2 separate regions of the Sus scrofa genome follow, and region 1 is linked to region 2. The links are chromatin contacts, called in public Hi-C maps. All regions are on one chromosome and are shown on one strand. Each heading gives the region's core, a stretch centred on a gene start, on an enhancer-like site or on the middle of the called end of the contact. The rest is flanking DNA. Distances are from core to core; before and after follow the strand shown.

The links. A called contact is a pair of places that touch in the nucleus more often than the background predicts.
Region 1: a contact with region 2 is called in a Hi-C map of skeletal muscle, with 5 times the contacts expected there. The contact joins the promoter of NEMF here to the promoter of DNAAF2 in region 2. A contact is called at or near these places in 1 of 5 promoter capture datasets (liver), 20 of 47 Hi-C or Micro-C datasets (brain, embryonic fibroblasts, epiblast stem cells and 11 more) and 2 of 2 datasets of contacts at active chromatin or transcription factors (alveolar macrophages and skeletal muscle).

What each region holds. Positions count from the first base shown.
Region 1 is chr1:179,668,354-179,674,063 of Sscrofa11.1, reverse strand. It overlaps NEMF (nuclear export mediator factor NEMF), which reads left to right and starts at 2,839. Exons shown (of 33, transcript XM_001924630.5): 1 at 2,839-3,164; 2 at 4,025-4,093; 3 at 4,212-4,314. The coding sequence starts at 3,106.
Region 2 is chr1:179,488,788-179,494,231 of Sscrofa11.1, reverse strand. DNAAF2 (protein kintoun) reads left to right here and starts at 3,096. Exons shown (of 3, transcript XM_003121803.5): 1 at 3,096-5,061. The coding sequence starts at 3,226. LOC110262104 (a long non-coding RNA gene) reads right to left here and starts at 4,274. Exons shown (of 2, transcript XR_002346676.1): 1 at 4,036-4,274; 2 at 1,473-3,774.

The sequences.
Region 1 (5,710 bases), core at 1,590-4,089, 180 kb before region 2:
TTTCCCCAGTGCACAGTTACCCTCATAAAAGGCCATAGGTCTCTTTGGGGAAATCTGGAAGAAGGATTAACAGTATACATTTTTGGCAATGTCCTTCCTCAAGGGGATCTAGACTCCATTTCATACAAGAGGTTGTGGGTCTGTAAACTGGCTTAATTTGGGGAGTTGACTGAAAGACTATAAATGAGTTTTTATGATTTTTGTTCACTTGAGCTACAACTCTTTTGCTTATAGGGACCAAGTAAGAATTTAGTACGTTTCCCATACATTTCATTTCTAAGACCCTCCTGATCAAATAGCCAACACCATCAGTCCCTGTGAGTCAGACTCTTCTGTTACGCTGCTCACATCCTCACGTGAAATTTGTCTTTCTTGGTCTGACTTACTTCTCTTCATATGATAATCACTAATGTGTGTAATCTAATAAAAATGATACAACAAACTTATGGTTACCAAAGAAGAAATGTGGTGGGGGGAGGGATAAATTAGGGGGTTGAGATTGACATATACACACTACTATATATAAAATATAATAGATAGGGAGTTCCCGTCGTGGCACAGTGGTTAACAAATCCGACTAGGAACCATGAGGTTGCGGGTTCGGTCCCTGCCCTTGCTCAGCGGGTTAACGATCCGGCGTTGCCGTGAGCTGTGGTGTAGGTTGCAGACGCGGCTCGGATCCCGCGTTGCTGTGGCTCTGGTGTAGGCTGGTGGCTACAGATCCGATTCAACCCCTAGCCTGGGAACCTCCATATGCCGCGGGAGCGGCCGAAGAAATAGCAACAACAACAACAACAACAACAACAAAAAGAAAAAAGACAAAAGACAAAAAAATATATATATAATAGATAGGTAACCAGGAACTACTTATAGCACAGGGAAATTTACTCAATACTGTGTAACCTATATGGGAAAAGAATCTGGAAAGGAATGGCTATATGTATAATATGTAAAATTGATTTGCTTTGCAGTATGCCTGAAATTAACACACATTTGTAAATCAGCTAAATTCCAGTAAAACTGTTTTAAAAAGAAAAAAATTACCTTTAAATTATCAGTTATGACAAATTCTGTTGGTTTCAGATAATTCACTTTTATCTCCTCTTTGAAAATGGAAGATGATTTGCCCATCTCCTGTTGCCTCTATTTTTTCAAGTCCTTAAGTGTTCCTGGTTCAGAAATTTTTCAAAGTAGAGAGAAACTATTTCAAAATCCAGAAATGATGGAATTCAGTAGTAAATTATGCAGTTGCTTTGTAATTTTTATACTTATCTTCATCTACTTTTCGTTCTTATGTATATTCTTGCATTTTTCCTTCTGATGCCCATTTTCCTTGACAGACAAACCAGAAGCAATGTATGAGTTAGTCCAGGGGCTGACCCATATATAACTTAAATTAGTATCCTGCTCCTATCCTGGGAGTTTTGCTATGAAGTCTTTCAGTTTTTGTATATAGAGAAGTATCTGAGAGAGTTCCCTGATGGTGCAGTGGGTTAAGGATCTGGCATTTGTCACTGTGGTGTGGGTTCCATCCCTGGCCCCCTGGAACTTCTGCATCTAAGTTTTGTCCCTTTCAATGTGGAGTTTACACATGTATTGCATTTTATGCAAAATATTTAGGCATTCTTTGGGGAATGCCTTTACTGTCAATATAAGAACTTTAGTATTGTTTATGTACAGTTAGACCTGTCGCTTTTACGGTTTTGGCTACAGTCTATCCTAAACCCTCCAAATAGCTTATTTCATATCTTGAGCTATTCTGCATGATTTACTGTGCCATTTGATGCAGTAGTGCTGCGCTATATGTGTTACAGCAGCCTCTTGGAGTCTGCAATTCCTGGTTTCTTTTGAAATGCTGAACGCGCCCTTTTAACTTAAGAGTCGCCGTCTACTGGTGAGAATTTTGCTGCTCACGACACTCAGTCTGTAGGCTCTAGAATCCTCCTAGGTCCAGATTTCTTGCCGGGCGCGGTGGCGCGCGCCTGTAATCCCAGCTACTCGGGAGGCTGAGGCTGGAGGATCGCTTGAGCCCAGGAGTTCTGGGCTGCAGTGCGCTATGCCGATCGGGTGTCCGCACTAAGTTCGGCATCAATATGGTGACCTCCCGGGAGTGGGGGACCACCAGGTTGCCTAAGGAGGGGTGAACCGGCCCAGGTCGGAAACGGAGCAGGTCAAAACTCCCGTGCTGATCAGTAGTGGGATCGCGCCTGTGAATAGCCACTGTACTCCAGCCTGGGCAACATAGCGAGACCCTGTCTCTTTTGAGTTCTTATCTTAAAATTGCTTTCTTCCCAAGTATTTATTACAGTGCAAAAACAAAAAACCATTCTTGCACGACCCTTGAAACCCCTTTGGCGGGGCAACCTTGTCTTATTTTTATTTTTATCTTATTTCACCATTATCTAGCGAAATATTTGAATATTTTGATTGCCGATCATTTATGGAACCCCTATTGTATACCAGGTACTACGCTGAGACCCCCTGCTGAGTCCCAAAAGGGGATTCCCAACAGTTAGATTGGATGAGAATCCCACAATAATGGCAAAATGGTCTTTGGAGAGCAAGACTCATCAAAAAAGGAACTCCTTATTGAGAGTTGGTTTGCTTTGATCATTGAGGGCGCCTGTAGGGCAAATGAAATAATCCACTTCGGTTAAATTTCAAAACAGTAAGCTGCAGGAAAAGGGGTCCTCCTGGCTTTGATACACAGAGCCTCACTACCCGCCTGGGGAAATGCTTCCAGTACTCCTCTCATAAATTGTTACGACCAGCAGGGGTCACTATGGAGGCTGGTTTGAGTCCCGAAACACAAGGGGGCAAAGTCACTAAACTAGTCCGTAAGCTTTTCAGGAAAGAATGCAGTTTCAAGAGAACAGTTTGGATCTATTTCGAGTGGTTTTGGTGCGAAAACCAGCAACGAAAAACAAATTGATGACGGCCTGACACTCAAACACTTCACTAAAGCGATGCAAACACGTTCGCTTCAAGGAATATTGGCCCTTCTGCGCGGCCGTAGATCCGCCAAGTGCGCCTGCGCATAAGAGTAGCGGCGTCGAGTCAGGCCGGCAGTGGAGGAAGCTGCAGAATCTTCTCTCGTACCTCGCCATGAAGACTCGCTTTAGCACTATTGACCTCTGCGCGGTACTAGCCGAGCTGAATGCCAGGTACTGTACGATAGGTGACCAGGCTCGTGCGGGGAGTGCAGGAGGCAGAGTCGCAGCCCCACGGTGGAGACAAGACTGGCCTGGTGTTTCCCCTCGGTCCCCCCAGTGCAGCCCTTTATGGACCTGGTTAGGCCTGAGTGGGCGAGCGCGTGACATCTTTCCCGGGCCCTCAGGATACCCGGGCGGGGGGGACCCGGGGGACCCCAGCAGCTGAGTGCCTCATGTGCTGCTAGTCTTGCCAGGTCTTAAGTCAGCTTCTGGCGGGTTCACGTCTTACTGTCCTGAGTCGCCTGGGTCTGGCAGCTACGTTTAGTGAAAACCGACACGCCAGTTGGACGCCAGGACGCCAGAGTAGTCATTTGCTCCAGAGGTTTCCAGACCCGACCCTTAGTTTGTTAGACTCTCTTCCTCATCCCAAAGACAGACCAGTATCGCCGTTTTAGCTGGAGGTAGCAGATTCGCGTGAGATTTGGCGTCTAGTCTGGTCTCTATTATTCACCTGTCATATTTGAGCTTTGTCATATTTCCCAGGGTCTTGTTTGCGTTTTTTCTTTTAAAATAAATTAAGTGGAATCGATTTACTATATTTCCTTAGAAAATGTTGGATCATTTTAAAGACTCAATGCGTTGTATGGTATTCCTAGAGCTGATAAGCCATTTTTGTTCTAAAGTAGTTAAATTCAAGTTTTGAGCTGAGTGCCTGATGGCGTTCAGATTGTGCTCCCTGTTTGAGTCCCTGTCTTTAGAGTCGAAGATCTCCTTTTTCGAAGACTCTACTTCCGCCTACAGATTTAAATTGTGTGAGGTTTTATGTTTCAAGTGGTACTATGATTTGTTATATGTTTCCTTTCTTTTTGCAGCTTGCTAGGAATGAGAGTAAACAATGTTTACGATGTGGATAATAAGACATATCTTATTCGTCTTCAAAAGTAAGAGCATTTTGTAGGCTTATTAGATGTTTTGTAATTAAATATGAGATTTTTTTTTTAAACATGAGTTAGCGCTGGCAAATGCCCTAAAGAAAATTTTGACTTTTTCCTTCTACAGACCAGACTTTAAAGCTACACTTTTACTTGAATCTGGCATACGAATTCACACGACAGAATTTGAGTGGCCTAAGAATATGATGCCATCTAGCTTTGCCATGAAGGTAAATTTTAAGTTATACTAGAAGCAAAATCTTAAGGCCCTGAGATTGGTCACTGACCATTGAAGTTTTAAACTTTAGTTTTTATTCACTGTTATGAATAAAATAGAGATAAAGGTAGAGTAGTTGATAGATACTAGATGAATAAAGGATATGTTTATTAATGTGTCCCTTTTACTCTTTACATCCCATTGTGCTCCACATCTTTCTGTCCCCACAGTTGCTGTTCTAATGAAAGCTTTTTTAACACTGGACATAAGAGTCCCTTACCTCTACTACACTTCTCACTATCAAAACAGTTCTGTTTTAGACCAGCATCAATTGTTCTAGAGCATCATTTTTATTGGTTATCCCACCTTTTATGATTCTCTATACTGTATCCTAGCATCCTTGGCTTTTTGTGATCTGCCCTCCCTCCTTCCCTAGCCTTATCTTCCATAGCTTACTTTTCAGCTACCGACCTGTTTCTGTTAGAATACTCAATGACATTAGTGTGTTACCAAGCATATCTTCTTACTTTTCACTTCTCTATTTTTTTTTTATACCGTTAAAACTGAGATCTTGCATTTGTGTATGTCTTACTTATTTTCTTACTGACATAAGAGATCTAGTGAAAGTTCATGGTACAGAGGACAGGTGCTAGAGTCACATATACCTAACTTTGAATTAATGGTGTATTTTATAACCTGGAAACTTTACTTGACCTCTTGGAGCTTGCTTCTTTAAATGTAAAATGTAGATAATGCCTCCCTCATGAGATTATTGGTGAGGATTAATTGAAATTACATGTAAAGCACCTAACACAATGCCTGACACATAGTAGGGCTCCATATGTATTAATTTCCTTCTTCCTCTCCTCCTCACTTTCCTTCAGAAATTTATTTGTTTTGGCATTGTGTTATTTCATTAGAGGCTTTACAGAGAAGATGCTTATCCCCAGCAACTTAGAATGTGTTTTGGATTACAAGTTAGGTAAGTGTTTCCCAAATCACAAGGCCTATCACAAAAATATCAAATTCTTAAAAGTTTAATTTACTTAATGGTAACCAAAAATGGTTCTTTTGGGGATTGTCCTTAATAATAATGACACGTTATATTTGTATAGCACTTTTCAAAGAATAAGTTCTTTAACAACTCAGTGAATATGAAGAACAAATGTCATTTCAGTTTTGCAGATGATAGATAATAATATATATGGTACTGAGATTGTGTAAATGTCCCCAAATCAGGTTACATCAGTAGGTCAAGACACTAAAAAAAAACCCAAAAAACAAAAAAAAACTTAGAATTTTATGAGTTAGGTATACAAGTCAATCTTTGTATATAAAAATTCCCTTTAATAGAGCAGATAGTATTAAGCACTTTATAAATAAAGAGTTGCTATTGTATGTCACAGGCA
Region 2 (5,444 bases), core at 1,847-4,346:
CTGTACATGGGAGTTCCTGTCGTGGCACAGTGGAAACGAATCTGCCTAGGAACCATGAGGTTGCAGGTTCGATCCATGGCCTCACTCAGTGGGTTAAGGACCTGGTGTTGCCATGAGCTGTGGTGTAGGTTGCAGACGTGGCTCAGATCTGATGTTGCTGTGCTGTGGTATAGGCTGGCAGCTGTAGCTCCGATTGGACCCCTAGCCTGGGTACCTCTATATGCCATGAGTGCAGCCCTAAAAAGCAAAAACAAAACAAAACAAAACACCTGCACATGGATGTTTTATAACAGTTCTACTTACAACTGCCAAAAATTGGAAGTAACCAAGATGTTCCTCAATTGATGAATGGATAGATATACTTGGTACATCCAGACAAGGGAATATTATTCAGTGCTAAAGTGAAATAAACTATCAAGATGTGGAGGAACCTCAAATGCCTATTACCAAATGAAAGAAGCCAATATGTGAAGGTACATACTATATGATTCCAACTATATGACTTTCCGGAAAAGGCAAAACTATGGAGATAATAGAAAGATCAGAGTTTGCTGGTGGGAGTGGTGGGGGCGATGAATTGAAGGAACACAAAGGATTTTTAGTGCAGTGAAAATACTCTATGATACTACAGTGATGGACAGATGTTATTCCACATTTGTCCACACCCACAGACTGTATAATACCAAGAGTGGATCCTAAGGTTTACTGTGGACTTTGGATGATAGCATGTATCAATATGGGTTTATCCTTGGTAACAAATGTACTTCTCTAGAATGGGATGTTGCTAACAGGGGAGTCTGTGCATGTGTGGAGGCAGGGGGGATATGGGAAAGCTCTGTACCTTTCCTCTCAGTTGTACTGCAAACCCAAAACTGCTCTAAAGCCAAACAAAAAAAAGTCTTTTAAAAAAACTGACAGACAAGGGACCCCAAACTATGGACCCTGGTTCCAGCACAAGCTGGAAAAGGGACAGGTCCACCACTGCTCTGGCCATCATGAGCTCAGGTGTTGAGTGCCATGGCAACAAAGGTGAAACAGCCTGGAGGCTCAGTGAAGGTCAGGAGAGAAACAGCTTAGCCAGATGTGCTATCATATCCACTGAACCACAGAAATGGAAGGAAAGAATGCACACAGTTGGTTGTGCACAGGTATTGCCAGTCCTCTTTCCAGACAGCATAGGTCTGCACTGGAAGGTACCCAAACCACGTGACTTGCTTTGGCCAGTGAAATGTCAGCAGGTTTTAAAGAGCCTGTGCACAATTTTCTCTTTTTCCTGGGCCCCAGCAATGTCAGCATTTGGGAGGGTATGAGGCCCTGGATTGTGAGCCCCATTTGTCTGCAGGTGTGATGATGTGGAGGTCAAGGGACAAGGGACATTCAGCGGGAGCAAGAAATAAACTCTTGCTGTTTAAAGCCACTGATAATTTAGTCATTCTCGCAGCAGAGTTTCTTTGCCTGCCTTCTTGCATCTGTCACAAGCATCCTATCTTAATAAACCTATTTCTTGTCCCCCCCCCAAATAAATAAATAATAGAATCATTCTTACAACCCAACCTAACTTCTCCTGACTCTTGTAGGAAGGGACTGCTGAAGTGGGACAGCACAAAAGGAGTGAGACAGTCACAGCAGTGGCATTTCCTCAGAAATCATAACTCAAATTTATAGGATGCATACTCTTAATGGAGAGCTGCAAGTAGCCCACAGATATGCTTTGTTTGGCCAGGATGTTATTTGTTTATAAAGGTTTAAATCTGGGAGGGTGTGCATGTGTGTGATTGACTTCCTCTTAGTTATAGTCCCCCCTACTTCCTATTACTTACAGCAGCCTCACTTGACTTAGGTACTTGCCTACATAAGCCTTAAAGGTATTTGGGTCTGCAAACCTGGCAGTCCACACAGCAAACCCACTGAGAGGACAGGTATTGCCACGTTCATCTAATAGACATAAAAACAGGGGTCCTGGGAGGTTCACAGGCTTCAACAATGACACAAGTCAATAGCAGAGTTCCAGCCTCAATCAAGATTCAGGGTGCAGGGCAGGCTGAGGATGGCCCACCTGGAGACAGCCGCCTTCTGCTACATGGCAGGTTAATCCGCTGATTGCATACTCCATTTTCTAGTTAGCCCACACACAGCCTGAGTTTATCATCAAGCAAACTCCCCTTTTGTTTTTAACAGGACAATCACACCACCTTGAGAAGCCATGAACCAAAGCACGCAGTCTCAATAAACAGCTTGCCTTTTAAATCCATAAGCTACAAACAAATCTGCATTCTTTCAGAGAAGCCTTGCAGGTCTTCTTCTCTTTAAGTCTGAACTTTCTCATGACAAAGATAGTCAAGTGGAGGAAATCAATAACTACAAAGAAATATCTCCAGGATATACTATTATAAGTGCAAAAAAACAAAGGGCAAAAGTGTATGTAGGGAATGATCCCATTTGTATAAATGGAAAAAAAAATAAATATGTTAAGAGTATGCACATACTAAAGGCTTTCCATATAGCTACTAAACTACTCTCTAGAAAGGTTTTACTAATACAATTCTCCTACTACCCCAAGGAAATATAGTGATTGCTAAAAAAAAAAAAAAAAAGCCATTGCCATTTTCAGTAACATGTGGTATTATATTTGCATTTTTATTATCAGTAAGGGCATATCTTTACTGAGCATCGATTATTTATGAATAGCCTGCCCATATCTCTTGCCCTAAGTGAGTTGTAAACAGGACAAACTGGTAAAATAGCTAGAAGACTGAAATATTGGTTTAGCGAAGTGAAAAGCAGATAAACTTAGGTTAGAATCACAGCTTGTGAATGCACCAACTCTATGATTATGGTCAGGTAACTTCTCAGGTCCCATCTGTGAAATGCGGATCCAGTGAACAGTGGATAACGTACATAATGCTGGAAATTATAACAATTATTAGGATGGTTATTCTGCAGCAGTAACTGCACTATGGCACAGGAATCTAAAAAAATGCGGAATGTTTGTTTGGAGAAACTAAGGCTATTTCTGGCATTTCCATCACTCTATTCCTGCCCCTCCCCCACAGCATTGGTGGTGTCGCTATAGCAACGAGCACGCGCTGCCCAAGGCTCAACAGTCTAGCGGTTTACTGGCCTCCGCGGCCTCTCTCTCCGCAGAAGAGCGACAACACTGATCGTCCCACCCACTCCGTCTCGGATCGATCTCCCCTGACCACTGGGAAGGAGCGGAGGGGCAGCATGGCCAAGGCAGCCTCTTCGCCGTTGGAGGACTTGGACCTGAGCGGAGAGGAAGTCCAGCGGCTCACCTCCGCTTTCCAGGACCCCAAGTTTCGGCGAATGTTCTCTGAGTATGCGGAGGAGCTCACGGACCCCGAGAACCGGCGGCGCTACGAGGAGGAGATTACCGCGCTGGAGCGTGAGCGCGGCGTGGAGGTGCGGTTTGTGCACCCGGAGCCGGGCCACGTGCTGCGCACCAGCCTGGATGGGGCCCGGCGCTGTTTCGTGAATGTATGCAGCAATGCCCTGGTGGGCGCGCCCAGCAGCCGGCCCAGCTCTGGGAGCGCGGCGTCCGGCAGCCAGTGGTCCCTGCCCTACAGTCTGGCGCCCGGCCGCGAGTACGCGGGGGGGCGCGGCATCCGCTACACAGTCTACGACGTGGTCTTCCACCCAGACGCACTCGCGCTGGCCCGGCGCCACGAGCGCTTCCGCCAGATGCTGGACGCCACGGCTTTGGAGGCCGTGGAGAAGCAGTTCGGCGTGAAGCTGGACCGCAGGAATGCCAAGACCCTGAAAATCAAGTACAAGGGGACCCCGGAGGCTGCCGTGCTGCGCACGCCCCTACCCGGGGGCGTCCCGGCCCGGCCCGAGGGGGAACCGGAGAGCCCGCTCCCTGATTTCCCCTACCCTTACCCGGGCCCTGTGGCCGCTGGGAGTGCCGCGATCCCCCGGCCCCAGGCGCCCTCCCCTCCCGAGGCGGTCCAGCAGCCCGCCCCCACAGAGCCTCGCTACAGCGTGGTGCAGCGCCACCACGTGGACCTCCAGGATTACCGCTGCTCTCGGGACTCAGCCCCCAGCACTGTGCCCCACGAGCTGGTCGTCACCATTGAGCTGCCGCTGTTGCGGTCGGCTGAGCAGGCAGCGCTGGAAGTGACTGGAAAGCTGCTGTGCCTCGACTCACGGAAACCCGACTACCAGCTGCGGCTCTCGCTTCCATACCGGGTGGACGACAGCCGCGGCAAGGCGCAGTTCAACAAGGCCCGGCGGCAGCTGGTAGTCACGCTTCCGGTAGCGGTGACAGTCTCGCTCCCGGAGCTCGCCGCGACCCCGGAAGAGGCCGCCGACCGGCCCGGAACTGATGGCGCGGCCTGCGCTTCCGCTCGCCAAGGGGAGGCGGGCCCAGCGGGGATTCGTGCAGGGGACGGAGGCTCGGATCCCGGCCGAGCTGGAGCTGCGGGCGCCGATATCCCTGCCCCGGAGGCCGTTGGGGGGAAGCTTGTCTCAGAACCAGAGGAGCTTGATTTCGGCGGGCAAGCAATATCAACAGCTCGCATTGGGGAGGAGCCGCTTCCCAGAGCAGGGAACTCACCTGAGGACGGTGGTGGAGGCGCTCCTTGGAAATCATCCGGGGACCTTGACGGGAGGTCTCCTACAGGGAGAGGGAGAGCGCGCCCAGCTCTTGGCGTCAAAGAGCACGTGGCCGGAGGAGGCACAGGCAGGGAGCCTGTTGATCGATCCATGGTTGGTCCCGGGACAGACCGCGGGGAACCCTTGTGTCCGCCTCTGCAATGTAATCAGGATGAAGAATCTCTGACTCTGCTCATTCAAGTGCCTTGCATCCAGCCTCAGAGTCTTCAAGGGGAAGTGACCCCCCTGTGGTACAGATTGTGCTTCTCCACCCAAGACTTAGTATATTATACCTTCTTTTTGCAATTTACTCCAGAGAATAAATTGAGTACCAAAGAACCAGTGGCTAGCATTTCTTCAAACAATGCAGTGATAGAACTGGCCAAATCTCCAGAGTGCCGTGGACTTTGGAGAGAGTGGTATTATGGTTTAAACAACGATTCTTTGGAGGTAACAGTTCTTTCTAGAGTCTTACTACTTGAAATATTCTCTCCCACTTTTAAATTTACAGGCATCCTTTCATTTCATCCTAAACAGAGAATTTGCCGTTGTAACTTCTTTCAAATGATGACTTGAAAATTGATACACCTGATCAATTGATACACTTGATCAAGATGTCAGTACGCGTTAACCGCATATTGAAAAAAAAGGAAAACAAACAAAAAAACCCACCGCAAACCTTAAGACATCCGGTCTTGGTTGTGGATGGGTTTCAGATCCTCAAAGATGAAGATATATATAGATTCTCAGGGATCCGTAGAACTCTAAAATTGTATACAAAAAGTTGAGGGTGCTTTCTTCCGGAGAGAAGGGCTGTAACTTTATAGTCAGAA